Regions from separate parts of the Mus musculus genome. Here region 1 is linked to region 2. Evidence: chromatin contacts called from public Hi-C data. All regions are on one chromosome and are shown on one strand. The core of a region is the stretch at or near the end of the contact, and the rest is flanking DNA. Distances in the headings are between cores, read along the strand shown.

Evidence for each region. A called contact is a pair of places that touch in the nucleus more often than the background predicts.
Region 1: a contact with region 2 is called in a Hi-C map of cortical neurons, with 3 times the contacts expected there. The contact joins two enhancer-like sites. A contact is called at or near these places in 4 of 484 Hi-C or Micro-C datasets (cortical neurons, palatal mesenchyme and stem cell-derived motor neurons) and 1 of 115 datasets of contacts at active chromatin or transcription factors (astrocytes).

The regions. Positions count from the first base shown.
Region 1 is chr6:40,390,060-40,397,108 of GRCm38.p6, forward strand. Agk (acylglycerol kinase) reads left to right here. Exons shown (of 16, transcript NM_023538.2): 14 at 2,594-2,664; 15 at 4,555-4,639; 16 at 5,666-6,703. The coding sequence ends at 5,803. Among named protein-coding and RNA genes, the nearest start is that of Dennd11, 43 kb to the right of the region's middle. Within about 2 kb of position 3,367, at least 21 of the 459 cell types and tissues checked have an H3K27ac peak or open chromatin away from gene starts, as enhancers often do. A contact at or near this core is called in cortical neurons, where this site is marked.
Region 2 is chr6:39,474,607-39,481,434 of GRCm38.p6, forward strand. It overlaps Dennd2a (DENN/MADD domain containing 2A), which reads right to left. Exons shown (of 19, transcript NM_172477.4): 13 at 5,595-5,743. Gm52860 (a long non-coding RNA gene) reads left to right here. Exons shown (of 3, transcript XR_003956284.1): 1 at 1-5,768. Among named protein-coding and RNA genes, the nearest start is that of Gm52860, 7.6 kb to the left of the region's middle. Within about 2 kb of position 4,000, at least 68 of the 459 cell types and tissues checked have an H3K27ac peak or open chromatin away from gene starts, as enhancers often do. A contact at or near this core is called in cortical neurons, where this site is marked.

The sequences.
Region 1 (7,049 bases), core at 2,117-4,616, 910 kb after region 2:
ATAGGATTCTCACTGAATCTGCCAATATGAGCTGGTCTTTGAATGCATGTGAGACTATTGGCCAAGATATAGAGCAAGCAATTACTTTACCTTCATATCTTAAACACTGAACAAAATCTGTGAAGTTACTATGGGCAAGAAATAAGTAGTATATGACAGTGGTCCCAGAGAGAAGGCACTCAGATAAGGTTGGCCTTGTTCCTGTCCTAGCTTCCTGCTTGAGAGGCCACAGCATAGACATGGACTTACCAGGAGTCCATGGTCTCTTCTGGGAAGGCATCTTTGAGAATTCAGGGGCATCTGGGCAATAAGAATTCAGAGCAAAATAAAAGAAAACTGCCTCGGAGTGAGCCAGGAATTGACAAGATCCACGGAGATCGGTTGGCTTTGTCTGTATCTTCACTGATATGTGTATGTGAGAAACTATCTGAGTTGAAGAAAGAACTCCTCCCAAGAAACAGGCTCAGTCCTGGGAAATTTACTCACATCACAGGACCAAACGTGTGTTCCCACAAGATAAAGGCGAAAATTGTTGTCAGGCCTGGGGTGTTGATACTTTAAAAAGCATTTTCTCCATATGGACAAAATTAGTCTGATTCCAGGCTTATATTTCCTCTACCAAAATCTGGAGGCTAATCCACAGACTCGACATTTCCAGGTAACCTAGCCGTGCCTCTAAACAAAGCTGAGGAAAGCTGTCAGCAGAGGATAACCATAGACCCAACTGGCCAGCTGCCTTCAAGCTAGGATGTTATTTTAATAAGTTAGAATCACACAGAATTCAATTTTCTGTGGACTTTAGTGGAACACAAACATGCTACCATATTATAGCACCCAGCAGAATCTAATGGCCATCAGAGAAACTTCACATAATTCTCTCTGGTTCTTAAAAGAAAATACATGTTGATGTCCATTCTCACTGGAGCATGGCTTTGCTGCCCACTGCAAGTTTAAACATGCCCGTTTCCTTTCCCTTATCTCCTGGGCATTAGAACTAGTCACTAGTTAGTTTTCAGCCTCTTCCTCACCTCTTCCAATGCCATCCTGGCATCTACTGAGCCTTCACTGCTCCTTCTCATTTCTCTGTAATGTCTTGTCCTGGCTCACTGCCTCCCTCTGCAGTTAGACCTGTCTCAATTCTTAGCACAGCAGGCAGTGACCCTATTACAAACAAGCCAGAACATTTCCCTCCTTAGAGCCTTCCACTGCCTCTCCATTTCACTCAACCTAAAAGACACCTTCCTTAAAGTGGTCTCCAGAGCCCTACCCATACAGATGCACTCTTCCCCACTATAGTCATCCATTTTTCTTTCCCCTACCACTCAGTCTGTACATTTCAGGGACAACCCTACCTAAAGTTCCCTTTGTATGTTTGGCTTGTCCCTAGAAATAGTGTTTTTTAAAGTATGATCTTTAGATTGGCAACATCAGATTACCAGGAAATGGTTTGAAATAAAAATTCTTAGCTTTACAACAGTCCTACTGAGCTAACTCTGAGAATGATAGCAGGTACTGTTTTTTAAATTAACTTTTAATCAACAAATACAGACAGAATCCTGATGTTAATCAACCCTCCAGGGATACCTGTTAAACAGTGAAAACTGCTTCCCCTGATAAGTGTGTTCCTTCCTTTCTGACCTCCTGGGCTTCTTTTGATCAGTCACCTTCTCACCTGGTCTCTCTTTAAAATATTAGTCATTGGGGCTGCAGAGATGGCTGCATAGCATACGAGCATTCTTACTCTTCCAGAGGACCCAGGTCTTCACCCAGAAGCTCACAGCCATCTAACTCTGACCTCCATGGATACCTGTGCTGCATGGACATACATGCAGGCAAAACATACTTCGCATAAAGTAAATAGAAATAAATCCTTTTTAAAAATTGTACTACCACCAGTGCAATCTCAGACTCCTTGTCTGTTTATGACACTTTGTAATATAGTCTGATGTACTTCTAGTATACCCGGTTTCTGTACATTCAGTAATATACTGCTTCATTTTTCTGTGCATTCCCTTCAGTGAAATGTAAGTTCTTTGTGGGCAAAATTCCTTCTGTGTTAACCCAAATATTCTGAGGGCTGATGAAATGTGGCTGACTCTTAGTAGGTAGTTGGATGAAATGTGAAATGTAGATTCTGAGCGGTCATTATGTCAGAACAATGTGTTTTGTAATTCCTAGTTGAGAGATACAGCTGTGCTTTAGTGGTACCTTTGAAACTCAGGCAGTGGCTCACAGAGGCTTGTGTATGCTCTCCTGGGCCTACAAGTTGTGAACTTCCCCAAGAAGGCCATACAGAAGTGTTGGGATTGCTTAACTGAAGGCTAGGCTGGTGCTGCTTGCTAATGACTAGCAGGAAACTGAGGAGGGGGACAGGATTCATGACTCTTTTCATAGCACTTTCTTCTGCATCAGGCTTTCAGAGCTTTGTATGGATAGAACCATCAAGTTTTGCAACCGTTATTGGGAAATAAGTAGGTTGCTATTGTCTGCTCCAGTTGCATTTAGAACATTTTAGAGAACCCAGACACCTGTGGGCGACAGCTTCATTAGCCCAATTTCCAAGTCTTAACATTCCCATTCTTAATCTTTCTAGAGCAAAGAGGATTTTATGAACATTTGCATTGAACCTGACACTGTCAGCAAAGGAGATTTCATAATCATAGGGTAAGTGCCTGGTCTGTAGGAAATGGGGCTTCATCAAGGAACTGGTGTCCTCAAACCTTTCTATCCAGAGTGTGCTGTCTGTCTAAGATGGAGACCTGCCAACGGCCTTGTCTGTCTGGGAATTCTGGCCTTCTTTTTTAGAATGGAGCTGGCATGTGTACTTTTGCCCTCTCTGCTCATTTTGGGAAGAACAGAACGTTAACAGTCTGCCTTTCCATTGAAATGAAAGAATTCGGTGTTTCAGGCCGTGCTAAGGACTATCTATAGTCTCAGGGAGCTTGATTGCCTCCTCACTGGCTCTGGAACTCTAAGGCAGTTGACTTGTCTGAGTCCTTTCTCATCTGTAAAATGGAAGGTTATCATCATGTCTACTACCTGAGGACTACTTGTCAGTCTCAAGGAGGCTTTTGACATTGAGTAGCACTTCCCGGCGACTTTTACTGCGCATGCTATTCACCTTGTTTTCCCATTCCCAGAACATCAAGGACAAACTTGAAAGGACACTGAATATCTACTTGGACATTTCCTAGGCTTCCCCTTTTCTAATACAGTAGACTCTTCCAAGTCCTGCCTGATTTGTTAACTCCTGCCTTGGCTGGAATTTCATTGGCTGAGTATTCTGTAAACTCTCCAGACATCCTCAAAGTATCTAAGGAGCTGTATGTTCGTTCCCATGCCAACCCGTAATCTGCTCAGCCTCCTTTGCTTTGTCCTGGTGCTCCCTCTTGTGCCCAATTTAGGGATTGGACATTGCTCCTGCAGCAACTGTGTCTCCATGGCTGCATCATTATCTATTCCAGCATTGGCTGCAGCACACTTTTCATTAGTCTGTGTTGTTCTCGCCTTTGATACAAATTCTTCAGATACTGAATGGTCCCTTCTGCAGCCTTTGATTACTCTCGCTGTATGGGAAAAGGAAGAAGGAAAAAAAGCCTGTCCCTTCCACAGTGTGCATAAATCGCACAGTATCTTAAGTGCGTCTAGCTAATGGGAGCAGCCATATTCAAATCTCCTTTATAAAACTGACACCCAAACCAAAAAAACCCACTGTATCAATTAATTAAATGGTATTATGTTCAGCATTCTTTAAGCAAGTTTCCCTTTGGTCCTTAAGAGAAGTAAATTTGTGCAATGCATGCATCCACTAAATATCTCAATGAAACCTGATGAAGCTGGTTCTGAAACTCTGATGACAAATTCATACATGAAAAAATTGCTACTTCAAAATAACAAAAGATTTTTTTTTGAGACAAAGTCTCTTATAGCCCATGCTTGCCTTTAACTCCCCAAGTAGCTCAGGCTGGATTTAAACTTCTCCCTCTATCCTTTTCTCTCTTTTTGTATTTACCATAATTAACTAAATGGAGTACATGTGTGTTGAGGTCTCGCATGTTTGTGTCTGATTGCTTTACTCCAAGGCTACTTAGCAAAGGTAAGTGTGCTAAGGAGGCTGTTATCTATGGAGAGTGATGAGAAAATAGCTAAGACTATTTATAAGGGTAAAAGCATTATCTACCCTAAAGCAGAATAAATTGCCCTTCATAAAGGATCACAAGGACCAAGGAACAGAACTTTGATGCTTTCCTCAAATGACTGAATTACATCTTAATTTTTACATTTGAGATGCACAACTAGATAGATAGATGTAGAACCATTTTAAAATTAAGAAAATTGAGAGAAACTTCATGGCAGCTTTATGCAGTTCTCACTCCACAGCAAGTCAGTCAGTCTCGTAGAATGTACCCCAACACTGGTTAGAATCCCAGGGAGACTTGTTCACTGAGCCCTGGTCTCCGCACTCTGCCTTTCTTGCCCTCATCGGTGGGCTTTTCTGAGGTCTATTGCAGTTGCCATCAAAGATTCCAACCTTGCTTTTTCTTATACTAATAGAAGTAAGAAGGTGAGAGACCCTGGCCTGCGTGCAGCTGGCACCGAGTGCCTCCAAGCCAGCCACTGTACTCTGGTTCTTCCTGAGGTAAGATGGACCACAAGCTGTTTTGAGTTGATTTGTCTTTTTCTCCATTTTCTTCCTCTTTCCATATTAACGCCTACCATTTAGGTCCCTTCTGTTTAACAACTCGTTATCAGGTCTGAGTTAAAGGAGACCAGAAAAGAAAGGCAAACGCTTCCATGCTACTGATTTGGAGCAGGCCTCTGAGGCTTAGCGTCTCTAGGCCAAGGTTCTCCCTCGAAGTGATCCTTAGGTCCCTAACCTTTGCTTCTTCATGCCAGGAATGCAGAAGATGTTTATGATAGTATTATCTGAAGAATCTTCCATTTGGTGGGTATCGGGTTTTATCTTTCCTGTAAAGTATGCTATAGAGTACCATTCTTAGAATAACAACTTTTGTAAATAGGAATAAAGAAGTGGCGGTACTTGAATTGAAGGTAACTTGACTGCTGCGGCCCCAGGTCAGATTTACTCAGGCCTCTAAAGAGTTATGGCCATGCTGTTGCTGTACTGCATTGAAACTGTAGGCAAATGCAAGGTGTTGACATGTGTGGCCAACATAATTTCATGGAGCAAATGCTGAATTGAATGAGCTATGGCAGGACTGCACAGGGTCTAATGATACTAGTGTTGGCACATCCAAGTCTGAAGACCCTGAGTCTCAGGGAATAATGAAAATGAATCAGTGGACACAAAGTACCTCTCAGGAGTATCAGCTGCTTTTGCTAAGGAGACTTATTGTCTCTGGCCCTATAATCAATTTATTTTTTCCATAGTGGATATCCTGATTATGTTCTTTGACAATTTCATGTATCTATAATATGTAAATGCTCTTGCCTTCTGATAAATGTTTTAAAATTCTAATATTATTCAAGCTCCAAAGTGTTTCTTGAGATAGAAGGTTTCAAAGGAAAACCCCTCTCTGTGGACTAGAGAGTTGATGCTTCCAGAACCAGTCAGGACTGAGAGGTTTTTGTTAGGCTGAGTCCTCTGCAGACGCTTCCTCATCCAGTAAGGTCCCAGTTGTGCTCAGTACTCGCCTCTCTCTAGGGAACTGAGGGCTCCTTCAGCATTGACAGCGAGGAGTACGAAGCCATGCCGGTGGAGGTCAAACTACTGCCCAGAAAGCTGCGGTTCTTCTGTGATCCGAGGAAGAGAGAGCAAATGCTGCCGAGCACATCCCAGTGAGCGACAGCGTGGCGGGCACTCCCAGGCTGCACTGCAAGCCACCAGTGGGACCACATGGGGGATGTGTGTGCTTCTGTCCCCAGAGGGTCACAGGATCCCAAGGGAATTTTCATGGCAAGTACCCCCAGCCCTCCTGTTTGCTTCCTAGAGCACATACCATGTCATGCACTTGTTTGTGGTCAGTACCCTGTTAACCCTCGCTTTCCTTATGTTGAGGTAGTTGATCCCTCTTACACAGTGGTTGTCTCAGGCTGGGTCTAGAACGTTCTTGTACTCCCTGAGTTGGGAAGGGCTGGAGTTTTGTGATTGTCCCACAGTGGAGAGTGGAATCTGTAGACCAAGTTCCTGTTTCGGTTCTCTGACCGTCCTGGGGCACCCCGGGGAGGCAGCTGCTGTCTCCGGGAGCCTCGCCCTCTTTCTGGGCTCTCTCATGGGTGCTGCTCCTTTGTGAGCTCTCTGCTTTGGTTGGTTGGTCTCATCCGGAAAGCAAATGTGAGGTTGTTCCCTCTTTAGCCATGGCAGACGTATTGTAAAATGCTATTTTAAAACAAACTAGTGCTTCCTCATTGTTAGTTTGCATGTGTACAACTGAGGCGCATGTTGAAAACTAACTGACCTGGGACCTACCCCCAGGTTGACTTTGTAACTCAACCTGGCAGGAAGCTAGGGTTCTTCATTTTTAAAAAACTGCTTCCCCAGGTGAATCAACCATACCGGGAGAAAGTGTTTTAAATCTACTTCATAAACTTAAATGTATTATATATATATATTTTTTAAAATCACATATTTGTGTTGACATCTATTGTTTCCATGGGAAGTTAAACACTTGTCAGTGTACTTACTAGTATTGTGTAAATATTGTTTAAAAATAAAAACTGTTTGATCATTCTTTTAAACATATCCAGTGTAATCTAAATGCACCCCTTATTTATAAAAATTAACTAGTAAACTAGAGTTTTACTATTTGAAATTTTTAAATTATTTTTTTTCTCCCTTGGGTATATTTCTATACTACTGTGAACAAAGGAATTTTTTTCTTTTTTAATATAACATTTTTATTGATTCTTTGTCAATTTTATACATATTTTGATCATATTCACCCTTATGTTCGTCCCCAACTCCTCTCATATCCATCTCACCCCTCCTAATATTATTTTGTCTTATAACCCAAAGTTTACTTTGGTGCTGTCTATATGTTTGTGCATGTCAGGCCATCCAGTAGAGGTTGTTCAACCTACCAATGGCC
Region 2 (6,828 bases), core at 2,750-5,249:
TCACAGCTGGCTCCCATTACTGTGGGGGTGGAGGAACTGCCAAGCTCCCACAGCTGTGACCAATTGTGCAGAAGTGGGGGAGGGAAGAGAATCCCCCAGTAGGAAGGTGGCTGGGCCAGAGAGAGGGCTCAGTGATGGACGCAGGTGAGAGAGGGAGGTCAGGCCTCGAGACGAGACGTTTAGTATTGGGTGGTGGTTTCCTAAGGGCTGAAGCACTGTGCTAGAACATCAGCATGTGCTTGTGAGAGTTAACATCTGGAAATGTTTCGGTTCTGGGTGCTTGGGTTCCTGAATCAGACACCCAGGAGCAGCTCAGATGATGAGCAGGCAGGTATCCCACTGCACGCCATTTCCAAGAACAGGAGTGAAGGGTTAAAACTCAGGTTGTGCTGCTCATGATGAAACCTCCCAAAATTGTATCACCAAGCAAGACTACCATGTTTCTCTGACTGCACCTTTAACTCTCAAGTAACATGTCGCCGAGTTTAAAAGGCACACATGGCCCTTGAAGGGTCTCATTCTGCTATCTTCTGTGTGACTTCAGAAAGAACCTTTCACTACCTTAGGCCCCCCACTCTACCCCTACGGTAGATATGAGCCGGCCTAGACGAGTCCCAGTGTCCCCTCCAGCCTTAGCAGCCACCCACTCTGACTCTGTATAACGACACATCCAGGGGCTAGACATGGGAGCTTTCTCCTGACCCACAAAATGAGTCAAGTCTATCATGGTAAGGCTTGTTAGCACGCCTGGATCGAGGAACAATGGTGACATCGCGCTCGGAGGAACTATGAGATAACCCTGGTGTCCATGAACTACTGAAGGCAGTCCTGAAGCGGAAGGCCTGGCAGAGGCAGCGTGAAAGGGGTGGGCACTGACTTCAAGGAAAGAGCTGGGATGGACGGGTCCCAGCGAGGGACAGTTAGCTATGGGCTTGAGGAAAAGAACATTATATACTGCTTTGTTAGCCTCTAAACCACGCTCCAAAAGCTATCCTCCTGGTGTTCATCTTACAAACCAAGGGAGTTCACTCAGAATGTACCCTCCCACTCTGAGACAGGATCTCATATGTCCTGGGGGCCTCGAATTATGTAATGAGAGCTGACCTTCTCATTCTCCTGCGTTTACCTCCTGAGTACTGGGCTACAGGTGTGGACCCCTGTGCCTGGTTTTATTAGGTACCGGGGATTGGAACTCAGGGGTTAGAGCATACTAGCCCAGCATTCTACCATCCAAGCTACCCCCAGCTAGTGATATTTACTAATTGCTTTTCAGTGCTGGGAACTGAAGCTAGAATTTTAACAGGCTAGGCAAGTACTTCACCATCATCCTTTTTTCCTGGCCCATGACTTTACAATGTACTATCATGCTATCAAAATTCTTTCCATAGAGCTTTTCTTAGACTCTTGTCAACCACTCTGAGAACGTGCTGGACCCGCAAAAGTATAGTATTTTGGGTGCCACACTGTTGAGTGTAGTTGGGTATAGAAGACATACAGGACCTCACTGAAGCTATGGAAACTGAGTAAAAATGAATGGAGAGGGGCTGAGATGGCTCAGTGTTTAAGAGCACCAAATGTTCTTCCAGCGGTCCTGAGTTCAATTCCCAGCCACCACACGGTGGCTCACAACCATCTGTGGTGGGATCCGATGCACTTTTCTGGTGTGTGTCTGAAGATAGCTACAGTGTATGTACTCAAATAAATAAAATAGAGGAATGAACAAAAGAATGAATACATACAGCTACACCAGAACCTATTTGTCTTGTGACTTGTGTGTGAAACCCAAGGTTCAGACACCATTGTCAAGACTTGGTCACCACATCCCACTCATTAGCTGGGACACGGACCTTCAGCTTCTGATTTCTTACACTGGGAAAAAGATAGAATATTAAATATTAAACTCTCTGCCATCAAAAACTTTTATACAAACTTGCTTGTGTGCAGCCATGGTCTACAGTTGCGGAAGGTTTTTAGAGCTGATACCAGTAAATAAGAAACAAAATATTTATCATAAAGAAAATGAAGATGGGTATTTATCTGGGTTGTTATGGAGACAGAGCAGGCCATCATAACAGCATTCTTTGCTTTCCATCTGTCAAGCTCGAGCTTGACAGAACCTTTAGAAACACTCAATGTCCACCCTAAAGATGAAACAGAGCAAACATGTTATTTTAAATGTGATAGGTTTTTGGCTCAACTTCAAACCCTTCTGTAAGTCAGAGTGTCTGCCACTGACTCCCAGTGAGTTTCTCTCCAGTGCTTAGACTCCTCAGCAAAGATAACTAAATGCACTGGGGGTGGGGGTGGGGGGGTGGAAGAGGGCAGGGTGGGGTGGGAGGAAAGTGCTGAGGGCAGCTAAGGTCCACCACAGATGTCACAGGGTCACTCCCTGGGTTTGTCATCTATGGTGTTCTCATGCTCCACTTGGTGGCCTCACTGAGACTGGGGCACGGAAGGAAGAGGGGTAGGGTAGGTAGGTTCTCCCTTCCACCATCAGCTGAAGAGGATCGGGACCCGTGTGTGCTCAGCAGAGGAGCAGCTCAGATGAAGGCAACAGCTGGGACTTACGCTAATGATTTTCTTCTCAGAATCGTCCAGATCAAGAAACATGCAGCCTGTACCCCAGCCCCTTGTTTGTTAAGGCTTGGACAGAGAACCTTCATTTCCCCATGGCTACTACCCAATACATCTATCAGAAACAAATAGATCCTTCCACCAGGCCTACGAATCAGAGAATCTTATGGAACGTGGTGCCAGGAGACTTGGAGGCTCTTAGCCCAGGGAGTCTGATCATCTCAGATCTGAGAGAAACCTACTCATACTACCCACTGGGGCCCCTGTTGGAAGGCCACCAAGAGAAGGTTGGTTCTAGACAAAAATACTTAGCTTCTGTAGCCACAAAGGAAGAGAAAAGAATCTCAAACCTTTTCAAGACAGGCTCTTGCTATGTTGACAAGACCAACCTGAAACTCAAAGCCAGTCTACCTCAGCCGACTCACACTGGAATATAGGCAGCTTGCACCACCAGACTCTCAAAGGGTCTGCGTGGCCTACCTGGCAAAGACTTCCTGCATTCCTGTGGATACAGGGCCCAGAGGCTGTCCTGTCACCCCCATCCCCAGCCCCACCACTGCATGGCAGCTCCTAGCCCCCCCCCCCCCATTATCTCCAGTGTCAGGCAGCTCTCCAGTGCCTGAGGAGGCATAAAACTTTACCACAATCCTGCTGCAAAAGAAACACACACTGGGCAATGGGCTCTGCAGCCTGCTTGCTGAAGCCTCAGAGGGCAATGTAAGTGACTCTTCGATACCATAGGCTGTTCACAGAGGGCACAACTCCAAGAGCAGACTGTCATGGAAGGTGAGGTGAGGAGAAAAAGACCGAAGGCCCTCCGGGAACGAAAGCTGAGGCCCCAGGGGAGCCCACTCGGGTGCAGGGGGATCTGTTCAGAGGGGTTGGCTAGCGTGCAATCTGCCCAGGAGAGAGCAGGTGGGCCGTACCCTTTTCTTGACACTTGGGTAGAAGGTCTCCTCCAGTTTTCTAATATCCTGAGCCCAAGCTGCCCTTTAGACATTACCTCCCTGTCTCTTCCTACCTTTCCTTTCAGTGTTCTCTGACCAGAAAATGCATACATGATGCTTGGTTGGCCTGCTCAGTTTCAGCTGTTCTCATGGTCATGGGCATCTTCTCCACACTGGCCTTCGCTAGTCTAACACCTTCACCCCCGAGGCAGTCCCCGAGGGGATGCGTGACCCCCACTCCTGGCAGGTGCTGGGTTTATTTAGCTGGTCTCCACGTTATGCCAAGGCCTTTCTGAAATCCATCTTTTCCCTCTTCCCTGAATCCAAGGGAATGGGGGCTGTTGGGGAAAGGTGAGTGGGCCTTCCAGAACATGGAGATAGTCACCACAGAGCTGATGAAATCTGATCCTGGTCACTAAAGGGTTATTACTCATCCCTGGCTTCCAGGGCTCTAGCCCCAACATCGGGAGCTCTCTGTGTGAATTCCCCAGTGCCCAGGAGCTTGGAGAGCTGCCCGGCTCTTAGCACCAGCTGCAGGCTGAAGACAGGGCCTGCTTCCCGAGCTAACAGAAATGCACAGGGAACAATGATGGTGACATTTAAAAGTGAACAGAGAGCTCAGACATGAGGTAGGGGCAGCCGGGGAATAGCCAAATGGCAACGGTCCAAAGAGGAGCATCCTAAAGGTGACCAGATGGATGCATTGAGCACAGGGCGGGATTGCTGACCCCTCCCCAGCCCCCTGATGAATTCCACGTTGAAACATGTTGTCCTTTTCATTCTCCTTCCCCTGTTTTGTTCTCTGCAGCAGCTCAGTCATTTCCTCTCCAAACCACAGGCAGCACTGCTCTGCTTGTTAGCTCCTGGTATGTCTCCTTCCCAGATGGCCTCCACTATTTTAGCTGTTGGTGGCCCCCTTCTTGGCCTTTTCTGGAGTGGCAGGTTCACATATTCTCCCATGGTTCTAAAAAGCTCCAGGTCAGTGTTTTAGAATTTTTTTTTTAAAGCCATACGTTTCTTGTGTGAGTGTGCACGTGTGCGTGTGCACGTGTGAGTGTGCACATGTGCGTGCACACACACACAGGAAATCAGAGGACAGCTTGGCGGGAGTTGGTTCTCTCCTTGCACTGGGCAGGTCCTGGGGACTGAACTCAGGTTGTCTACCTTGATGGCAGGCTCCTTTATCTGCTGAGCTCCTCAATGTTTTCATTTGTTTAGTTTTTAGAGAGAAGGTCTTTCTAGGTGGTGCATGGTACCCTGAACTCATAGAGATCTGCCGGCCTCTGCCTCCAGAGTTCTGGAGTTAAAGGGCTGACTGAGATCATGAAAATGCTGGAACCATTCCTTTGCTAGAATCCAGAATCAAGATTTACTCACTCATTATGTATACAGTATTCTGCCTGCCAGAAGAGGGCAGATGGTTGTGAGACACCATGGCTTGCTGGGAATTGAACTCAGGACCTCTGGAAGAACAGCTGGTGCTCTTAGCTTCTGAGCCATCTCTCTAGCCCACCAATGCAAATTCTTATTTCCCTCTGGACATTCTTTGATTTGTGATGTGGCCTTCAGAATCAGAGAATCTCATCTCTTCCTGCCCACCCTCGTTCTCCACTCCAATCAGGGAGCTGCCTCACAGTCCCTGAGGGTGACATGTTCAGTCTCTACTATCCTTGCCTTCGTACAGACAGCTTCTGTAACATGCTCTCAGTCTTAGCACCAAGTCAGCAGGTGAGGAGTGGCCTCTGTTATCTCCCAAACTCACTGCCTCTAACAAGCCCTCCCACCATGGTGTGGTGTAGTCTGCTTACTTCCTGGTCCCCCAACAGAATTAGAACTCTGGAGGGCAGGTCCACGTTCTCATAGGAGAGAGTGCCTAGCCCACAGTGAAACCCATGGAAAGCAGGCCAAACAGCAGAGAGGCATGGGCACCACGCAGTTCTATCTCTCTTTACCTCATGAGTGAGCCTCACAGGCCTCCAGGTCATCCTTGTCTCCCAGAATCCAATCTACACGCTGAGAGTCTAAGACTAAGCATCATTTACAGGTATTGTCAGAAGTGGCAGAGGTTGGTACCTGAGTTTGTCTGCGATGAAGATGACTCTCCTTTCCAGAAGGAGGGAGGCAAAGACACTGACCAAGTGTCGGACACTGAGGGAGGAGAACAGAGACTCAAAGTCCACGTGCTCTAGCCGGGAGTCCAGCGGTCGGCACAGCTCAATCACCTGCCAGGGAACAGAAACTTCTAAGGTGGGCGTACACAGCAGGCCTCCCCGTGGCCTTCGCACAAGTGACCCACTAGCATGGGGAAGGGAAGGGAAAGGAAGGAATATGGGAGTGGGGACGGAGGTGTGTTAGAGAAACAGGCACCTCATGCTTGGTTGAGGAGAGCTTGGACAAGGAAAATGGATGTCAGCGTCCATGGTCCTTGGCCATAGTAGGAGACTCCTCCTGGAAGAGTGTATCTGCATGCCCCTTGGACGGTTTACATGAAAACTGACCTAGTCTTAGAGACTTGGAAGAAATCCTGTCTTCTAAAGGTCTGTTTCTGCTAGAAGGAAATCCCAGGCCTGAGCATGTAGCCTAGGCTGGCTTCAAATTTAGCTTACGGTGGTCTTGAACTATCTGTGTGTGTATGTATGTATGTATGTATGTATGTATGTATGTATGTATGTATCTACCTATCTATCTACCTATCTATAATTGTGTCTGTGATGTGTGTATGAGTGTAGGAACACACGTGCCAAGGCACATACATATATGAAGGTCAGAATTCAACTTTCAGGAGCCTGTTCCCCCTTCTACTATGGGTTCCAGAGATCACTCTGGTCATTGGCTTGACAGGATGGTGTATGGGAGTTTTTTCTGCATGTGTGTGCACCATGAGCATGCAATGCAGCACCCATAGAGGGCATCAGAGCTTCTGGGAGTTTCTCCTGCATGTGTGTGCACCATGAGCATGCAATGCAGCACACATAGAGGCCATCAGAGCTTCTGGGAGTTTCTCCTGCATGTGTGTGCACCATGAGCATGCAATGCAGCACACATAGAGGCCATCAGAGCTTCTGGGAGTTTCTCCTGCATGTGTGTGCACCATGAGCATGCAATGCAGCACCCATAGAGGCCATCAGAGCTTCTGGGAGTTTCTCCTGCATGTGTGTGCACCATGAGCATGCAATGCAGCACCCATAGAGGCCATCAGAGCTTCTGGGAGTTTCTCCTGCATGTGTGTGTACCATGAGCATGCAATGCAGCACCCATAGAGGCCATCAGAGCTTCTGGGAGTTTCTCCTGCATGTGTGTGCACCAT